Regions from separate parts of the Oncorhynchus kisutch genome. Here region 1 is linked to region 2. Evidence: chromatin contacts called from public Hi-C data. All regions are on one chromosome and are shown on one strand. The core of a region is the stretch at or near the end of the contact, and the rest is flanking DNA. Distances in the headings are between cores, read along the strand shown. Region 1 holds the start of LOC109869322 (plexin A3). Region 2 holds the start of LOC116356904 (calcium/calmodulin-dependent protein kinase type 1B).

What was found. A called contact is a pair of places that touch in the nucleus more often than the background predicts.
Region 1: a Hi-C map of muscle shows a contact between it and region 2, with 5 times the contacts expected there. The contact joins the promoter of LOC109869322 here to the promoter of LOC116356904 in region 2. A contact is called at or near these places in 2 of 2 Hi-C or Micro-C datasets (liver and muscle).

What each region holds. Positions count from the first base shown.
Region 1 is chrLG24:35,049,298-35,053,741 of Okis_V2, reverse strand. LOC109869322 (plexin A3) reads left to right here and starts at 2,684. Exons shown (of 32, transcript XM_031804073.1): 1 at 2,684-2,865.
Region 2 is chrLG24:34,812,150-34,817,311 of Okis_V2, reverse strand. LOC116356904 (calcium/calmodulin-dependent protein kinase type 1B) reads right to left here and starts at 1,342. Exons shown (of 5, transcript XM_074933787.1): 1 at 1,266-1,342; 2 at 864-995; 3 at 747-821; 4 at 522-572; 5 at 418-520. The coding sequence starts at 1,342. The coding sequence ends at 418.

The DNA.
Region 1 (4,444 bases), core at 1,435-3,934, 240 kb before region 2:
ATCTAATTAATAAGGATACTTCCAGGGAGAACCTGACATCATCACAAATGACAGACTCCACCTAGAGGCTATTTCATTCTATCAAATGGTAAATTAATATTACAGACTGAGACCATATCCGGCACTATAAAGACCTTGTACCGTACTGCCTGGCATGTTATCATTGTCCCATGATGATAGTACTGCCTGGCATGTTATCATTGTCCCATGATGATAGTACTGCCTGGCATGTTGTCATTGTCCCATGATGATAGTACTGCCTGGCATGTTATCATTGTCCCATGATCATAGTACTGCCTGGCATGTTATCATTGTCCCATTATGATAGTTCTGCCTGGCATGTTATCATTGTCCCATGGTGATAGTACTGCCTGGCATGTTATCATTGTCCCATGATCATAGTACTACCTGGCATGTTATTGTTGTCCCATGATGATAGTACTGCCTGGCATGTTATCATTGTCCCATGATGATAGTACTGCCTGGCATGTTGTCATTGTCCCATGATGATAGTACTGCCTGGCATGTTATCATTGTCCCATGATGATAGTACTGCCTGGCATGTTATCATTGTCCCATGATGATAATACTGCCTGGCATGTTATCATTGTCCCATGATGATAGTACTGCCTGGCATGTTATCATTGTCCCATGATGATAGTACTGCCTGGCATGTTATCATTGTCCCATGATGATAATACTGCCTGGCATGTTATCATTGTCCCATAATGATAGTACTGCCTGGCATGTTATCATTGTCCCATGATGATAATACTGCCCGCTTTGTAGACTGATATAAGGATATACATTTTTGAATTGCGTAGATCTTTGGAAACACAACAATTAGGATTGCAACATTTCTGAAGCATGCAATAAATTCCCTGGTCATTTAATAAAAGTTACAAAAATTGTGCAACCATAATTCTAGTAGTTCCAACCCATCTTGGAAGAACACCCGACAGCAAATATGATTGGAGGGTGGCTCCAGTAAAGATGCTGGGGTCCCTGTGATGAGGGTCGTGTTTTTCAAAGGAAACCATATGGTCGTTTCATCTACACCAGGGGGTTCATGGTCCTATATTTCCTCTGCTCACATCTCCTAGCCTTCGGCAGGGGCCCGTTCTCCGAAAGCACAGTGTGGTCGAGGAACTTAGGAGGAAGTTCTGTCTTCCTCAAGAGGCTTCAATTAGAGACAGTCACAATTACAGAGGGAGGGAGTACAAGTGGTCAAACCTACCAAGCTCAAACTCCAACTGGATTACAGGGACGGGGACATGGAGGCTACCACAGCGAGCTAGGCTACTTGGTGATTCCTAACCCACCCAACCAAGGGTTATTTTAGGAACTCTCCGGTTTCTGTGTCTGGACTGATCTAATTTCACTCCGTTCAACCCAATGACTGATTCAACCTCTTCAGACTAGAATACCATACTGCCGTAGGATGCAAATGTTAGTTTTTTATGGTTTCACTTCCAAGGCCCCATGAAGGCCCTAATATGTTGATAAATAGAAATGCTTTCAACACTATTAATCTATACCACAACAAAGAGCACTATAGTTTGTGGTGATTTGTATTCTGCTTTAGCTGAATTGTCTTTACTGCACTGTGGGATTGCAAGTGTCATTCCTCCTAAACTGGCTATTACTTGACACATGATTTGAATAAGTGTATTGCTTTGCTGCTTGCTGGTGGATGGCATGAAACCACATAACTGGTGAACGACAGACAACGTTGGTAGATTATAACTCCCAATAAGGTGCATATTGCAGCTTTAGAATAAGTTAATACTGAATGTCTTATATATTTACACTGTTCAGAGCAAATGCTAGTCTAAAGTAATTTTTATTTTTCAGTTTTCTCCATGTACTGTATTTCTGCATGTTAACAATATAGTGAAAAACTTGTTTACAGTGACACTGTTTTGATATTGTCCCCAAGCATCCTGTCTCTTGTTTGAAATGTCTGTTTTTACAATATCAAACTACATATCCTTTAATATTGGTTTTATATTGAGGAATAAACATTAGGTTTGTCAAATTGAAACCTACTTATTTCTGTCTTAACATCTATAACTTATCAGGTTATGACTCTCTGTTCTTCATTAAAATAAATATGTCAATCATATTAGCTTTTTCTTTTTACTCCGAATAGTAGCAGATCTATAACGTTAATTCAGATCTCTTGGAACGGGAAGGTGTGCGGTTTATAAACGTTTATAACTGTTTTATTGCATGTTTTAATAACAAAGTGACGATTATGTCCACGTGAGGGAGTTTAGATTTTTTTATTTTTTATTCTGCAACATATTTACTTTTCACATTTTTCTCTTCCTTATTTTGTATCAAACATCTCTATCCGCCTTGAAAATCCAGCCTTCTCTCTAACATCTGGGTTTGGTAGAAAAATACACGATTATGGGCGAGCCTTTTCCACCTACTATTAGGGTAGATTTAAGCGCATGCCAAATGTGATCATATATAATCATTATTCAAAAACACCAAATGTGAAGACAAAACGGTATTGTAATTAAATCCATGTAATAATGCATTAGTAACTTAATGTAGCAATTATATTTGATCTTATTCTATGGTTTAGTGAGCAATAATGAGTTTGAATCCCCTTGTTGAAAGTGGTACGTTCCATAAAGGGATAGCTACCCAGCCTTACTCATCCAGGAGAAAATAAGACCGTTCCTAATGTGTAGAGAGTGCCATGAGATTCAAGCAGTGAGTGCTCTGTTGGTTTATTTCGATGATTTTGCGCAGAATTATAACTAATTAACAAATAATTATAGGCCTATATGATAACCGCGGGAAAAAGAACTGCACGTGGTTGTGGATGTAACTGTTGCACTTTAAGTACAGGTAGGTCCACGAGCCTGTGTTTCGTTACTGATCTCATTTTACGATGCTGCTGAAACATAGTGGCTAGCGTTTGAATCCGAAGCATGCTTTTTAAACCATGACTGGGCTTTATAAGACTTTTAAAACATCATGCAGTTTGTATACTGAAAGTGTCGATAACACATTCATAAGCGATAGTCAGTAGGACTGCATGCTTTAGTTGTATAATGCTTTTAGAAAGGGTGCATGAGGTCTTTGGCTGGATATGTAAGCAGCATAGTGTGATGCAAGGAGCCGCCGCCGCTCCTTTCAGAACAAAGCCAAAGGGGCGTTAAAAACATTAGTTATCTGATGGAAAAACAGATCCATTTGCCTTGTGATCATTTCATTTAACATGTGAACGCCCTGGTCTTCATACATAGTTCCTTTTTTTTTTTTGCCAAACGAAACGTTAATTATATTCCTCCATGTGCATCTATCTGATAACATCATGGATATTTTCCTAGAGTTTATTAAACCAAAACACAGACAGTAGACTAACTATCATGTAGGTTAATTGTCAACATTAACGTTTATCTTGGCAGATGAATGTTATCAAATTTACTAAAATAGTCTTCCAAGCAGGTCCTAACGTTACCAATTGGATTACTCTGGCTGCTTCACGAACAGGGTGTATTCGGCTCCGGGTTGTTTTCACATATAGGCTACCGTCTGACACATCTGTAACAGCTCCGGTGAAATATTGTCACGTGACCTCACGTTTTTATCAGAAAAATATGCATATGAATTAGAAACATATTCCATTCTGTGAATAATTATCATGTAATAGTGTACCCATTGCTTGTGAGGTCCTTCTCAATAATTAATACAACGAATTTCTTCATAATGCAATTTCAAATCACGTAGCTTATTTTATCCCAATGGAGTATTAATGGTTTCATAAGGGAGGAAACTGCAGGTGATACAATGTGTATCTTCACAACAATGAAGAGTATAGCCAAAGTTGGCAACAATGATATTTAAATAACAGGTTAAAGGGAGATTGCATTTTACACAGGGTCAACACACGGGCAGCCCTGCACATGTGTCACAAAACATTTGTCTCTTGTCTGATGTCTGGTTGTCTTTTTTGTTATCATGGCAGCATAATGCCCATTGCCAGACTAATCACGATAGTTTGAGATTATTAGGGAAATAAACTAATGTAGGGACAACCTTTCACCCTCACTTAACCCTCCCCCATATGAATGAGGGATTTAGCCTATTCCCACAGGTTAAAGCACTAACAGCTGTATCTGCAGCATTCATGAATGGGAAAATTGGTTGTGGAAAAAAAAGCTATGGAACCCCTAATACACTAAATTGCATACCTCAAAACCTATTGTCTCAGCTATATCAGAGAGCAGATATGGCCAGCCAGGTCAGGCATGGGATCTTGAAATCACAGAAGCAAGATTCCACCCTGCATTTGTCATTGTATAAGCTTACAAAGGGGCATTAAGAGTTTCATGATATCATTGACTGAGTAAGTGTCCAGGCTTAGTTGGTCAGGGACAGTCATAGACATTGGTAATCACTGAGCAATAGCTTCTGTCTACAA
Region 2 (5,162 bases), core at 93-2,592:
TTGTTAATGACATTTTTCACTTAAAGTATATTATTTTTCATTTATTCCCGGGGGGCGCACCTTGGGAGTGTTTAATCAAGAGGCCTACGGGCATACATGTGCGGACCACCCCCCTGTATTTTGGTTAGTGCGCGCCAGGTGGTGCTGAAAGTTAGGTAAGTAGTGGGAAGGCAGGTAACATGCTGTAGGAGAGGGGACTCTATAATGTGTACTTTCTTTGGTTCTGACCAGACCCTTTTCCCCACCTTCCCGTGTTAAGGAAGAATAAATTCCTTGTAAACGGTATTTTTCTCTGCCTCTTTCGTCCTTCCCCGCACCTACGACCACATACGTTTTCACTCCACGGGGAGTTGAGATGTAGCAGGGTGCTGCATTCCCTCCAAGAGGCGTACGTAGTAACATGTGATATTATAACAGCTAGAGGACAAGTTGTACATTCTGGTCCCTGTGCACGATACCCAGCTGGTGGAGTTATTGGACTGCTTCCAGAACCTGCAGTAGGACACGGCTGGCATCTCTCTGTGTAGCTCCCCCTCTCCAGAATACGGTCCAGGAACTTGCCTCCTGTAACACTATTGTGACACGCTTTTCATTTAGGGGTAAACACCGTAGCTCATTTATTATTTGACTCAACTTTTTTCTTGGTGCGGGGACATGCCTTCTATTGCAATGTGAAATATAAGATATGGGATGAACAGTCTTTAGATTACATAATTACTGGGTATCTAAAATTAAGATTCCACCACTGAGTCATAACAAGAGACAGTTTTGATGATGTCTGAAAGGTCTCTTCCATTGCCACCATGTTGGGATGGTTGATTCTGGTATTAAAGTGTTTTGTATTCGTTAAACATGACACTAACCTGCGGAGCGCTGCAATCTCATTCTCCAACATGCCCTCTTTTCCCTTTAGCACCCTCTTGCCGATACACTTGACAGCTACAAGTCTCAGGGTACGGCAGTGCTGAGCCACCCGCACCTCAGAAATGGATCCCCTGAAACACCCCAAAATATTATTAGTAACCATTCATACAGGCTCTGGTTCTCATTGCTTTATTTTGGAAAATAATTATTCAATCATCTGATCCCGTCTGACGTTTCGGGGGTTCCTCTGCTAAAGCATTTCATTACTTGATATCGGAAGAATGTGCCATGACAGCTGTTAACATCAAGGTAATGGCTCACAGAATTGTATGGCAACATACATTTGTAGTAAAGTGCAGTGTAAAGAAGCTTAGATCTGCTAAACTACAACAGACAGTCACTCTCCCAGCTTCTCTCTCAGATCAGATACTGTTGGGATGTCCTATCCTTTCTTCCTGAATTCCTTTACCAGAGGCATTTTCAATAGGCTTTGTACATTGGGAAAAGAGAAAAATATGCCGTTAATTCACCATTCAAATGAAAAGCAATACCAAGTTACACTGGTAAGTTGTTTCGCTAAACATAACCTGGCTATGTCACTGAACAATGCACACAACTTTCCATCACAATAACCACAACCTCTAGAATAAACAAATGTAAATCTTTACTATTATATTGACAGTAGCACATATTTTATATTCTAAAGTGTTTTGAGCTAATGTCTAACCAGCCAAATCCTTTTAAAAAGGTGTTCAACTGAAATGTTCGAGTATCAGTCATTCTAGTATTCATGAGATAATTCTGGAAGTAATCACACTCTTTATACTGCTGTGCAGGTTTCTGACAGCTGTACAGTCAACTCAGTCACTTGTCTGTACAAGGGATTCACTATTACATTTTCCAACCGTGGAGTAAACATTTTTAAAATGCAGAATTCAACTTCCCTTCAGGTGCATTTTGATTATATATTTTGATAGTGTTCAAAGGCTATATTAGCCCCAAATAGCATGGCAGGATGCCTTGGTCAAATATACCCTAATCCTAGCCCTCACATAAGAAATTACGATTCAAAGAAAGTGTCATGTATCTGGAAAGTCTGTGTCTATCTGGAAAGTGTTGTTTGGTTATAAATAATAATATGGTGCTGTTTACCTGTTGATTCTAGTGGTGGATAATTATTCTGTCAACGGTCTTCACGGTTTTTTCTCTCCATACAGATGTCACCACTCTCCTTAGCCTCTATGAGCTTTCATTGAAAATCAAACTCTTCTTTTTCTGAAGCATCCTTGTCCACCCTACCCACACTCTCCACACAAAAGCTGACTTTAAAAAAAAGGATAGAGCAGAAAGAAAGATAAAGAGAGCAAGGATGGAAACTGCCTCTCACAGTTATTCATTACATCCACTTCACAAGAACAAGCCATGTGCTAGCAGCTTACTGCCAAGAGGAACTACTCAGTTGAACATACCCTATGCAGAACATTTATTTGCATCTGGTACATTAAGTTTGGTAACACTGTTTGCACTTTGTCCAATTTGTTTTTTTATAATAAATGATCAGGGAGAAAGCAATGTGCACCAGTTTACTTGCAGGTTGTCTGAGCCTGTGAAGGGAGCACCACAGACCATTAGTTATAGTTACATGATGAAATCTGGCTTTTGTCTCTGCATCCTGCACTATCCTTCTATGGGCACAGGGTTATCCAGAGAATCGATCTAATCCACCTGGCACAAAGAACTCAAACAAACCTCTCGGGCTGAAGAGCAGTCTATACAACAGTCTGCATGCCTTTCACGACAGAGTAGCTGTTCAATAAAGGAAGATGCATTTACACAAAGGACATAGTCATGCCTTGGGAACAAAAATACAAACAAATAATTTAATTATTGTGCCTAGTCTATCTGAAATCAAATGATATACGTATACTATTATGAATATTATTTTAAATGAAATTACACTCCCTATTTATAATTTTAAATATGCTGTTCGACAAAGTAATTTCAAACTTCTAACTGCTGTGTAGAATTCAAATTGTCCTGAGTGATAACTGATAACATCCCATACTTTCCATGTAAATGTGAAGAATATTACAACATTTTCCCTCTGTGATGTTTGGACATTTAGCCACTAGGGAGAGACATTGTATCAACATGCTTCATGTTTTATGTACAACCTTTTAGAATGCAGAGGCTATCTGTAAACTCTTCATTATAACACAATCAGTTAAACTAGTACTAAAATCGGGTAAATTGGTACTAAAAGGCATCCTGAGTTGCAGACAGGTTTCCTCAAGATTTCCCCAATAGATTTGGATTGGAAATAAGGCTAGGGGTTAGGGTTACGGCTAGGGTTGAGCCAGGGCGTGGACATGAAACCAGGGTTGTGACATACCAAGGAGCCTGGATAGCAGCTACTGCTTTTTATATGGTCTCTGATGTTATTGTCTGTAATTTTGTGTCCCTGTTTTAACTAGAAAGACAGATCTTCTACCTGTAACACAAGAGCTGCTTCAGGCCCATTCTCTTTCTCCAGAGGACACTGGACATTCCTCATCAGGAAACGTAAACTTATCCCTTCACAATCAACCAGTTTACAGCAAATAGTTGACCTTACCTGTGCAGTGTGCAGATTTCAAATATCATAAAATATACTTAGACGGCAACTATACCTTTCCTGTCAACGGAGGAACTCTTAAAGTCCATCTGTCATCTCTGAAGACGATTAGGAGGTTAACAACAAACCATTCTCTCTGGCTAAACGTGTGAGCCATCATGATGGGGGTGTATGTATTGGCAGTGGCACTCACAGCAACGAAGAATACTATCTGTTTATATATTTTATACCACATATGCAATTAAGCCAATTATTATTTTCATAGAATATCATACCAACTTAATATTTTCAAGTGAGCCTGTCAGAGAACTGAGAAGAAAAAAAAATGAAGGAAAAAAAAAAGATTTGTGGATCTACTGTCTTTCTCTAACCATAATATCAATAATCAGTCACCATGTTCACTGCCACATACAGTAGAGAACATACTGTACATGATGGGGATGATGTGTCGGTTATGATTTGAACACTACACACATTTACAGTACTACCTCTGTCATTTTATGAACATGTTAGATTTAAAAAAAGAGGAGAACATCGTGAGTCAGTGGCATGGCTATTTCCAAAGAGCCATAAAAGAAGAGGCCGTAACCTTTTCATGGCAGCTGCTCCTAAGTCACGGGTTCTATTCAGGACTAAACTTAGAGCAAAACATGTAAGAGTTACCATAGCAGTACCCCCACCTTGCCTTGGCATGGCTACCACGTTACCTCACACATCGTGGCTCTGACAAAGACATCCGGGCAACTCCCCACATATCTGTGTTTCAGCACGTTGGCAGTCCAATACACTTTCAACAACGGAGTGTGAGAATTACAAGCAGGAAATCACATACCGTAGTTGTAATCTCTCCTGTTACAATCTTAATCGAGGACAAGAGGTGGTGAAATGCATTATAAGGGTTGCTATGCGCAGTGAACATTTCAAAGAATCGTTCAAACGTTCATGTGATGGCAGAGGCTTGACTGCCAACAAACTGAAACGTCAGGTTCAAGAATTAAACCCACTGTACCATATACAATGATCCTGTGCTCATGGAGAAGACAGAATAAAAACATGCTTCTGAAGCACTTCATAATGACCTGATGATCGAGTGAAGCCAGAGACAGTTAAGTGAGATGGAGACAGTTTCATGGCTTGCTCTCTGTTATTAAACGGTTATGTTTCAACACTGACAACCTGTTTGTGGCACGCTCAATTACAATAATATACAAATAAACTATATCCATGTATCTGTATGGCAGTAATAAAGTGGGGTCTGAAATTATTGACACCCTTGATAAAGATGATCATAAATGACTGTATAAAATAAATCATTCAAATACTGAGCTATATTGTATAATAAAAAACCTTGGGAAATTATATTATATTATAGATCAAAATCCAAAGTAACAGTCAGCATCTGGTGTGGCCACCAGCTGCATTAAGTACTGCAGTGCATCTCCTCCTCATGGACTGCACCAGATTTGCCAGTTCTTGCTGTGAGATGTTACCCCACTCTTCCACCAAGGCACCTGCAAGTTCCCAGACATTTCTGGGGGGAATGGCCCTAGACCTCACCCTCCGATCCAACAGGTCCCAGACGTGCTCAGTGGGATTGACGTGCCCAGACTCTTCGCTGGCCATGGCAGAACACTTCGCTGGCCATTGCAGGAAATCACGCACAGAACGAGCAGTATGGCTGGTG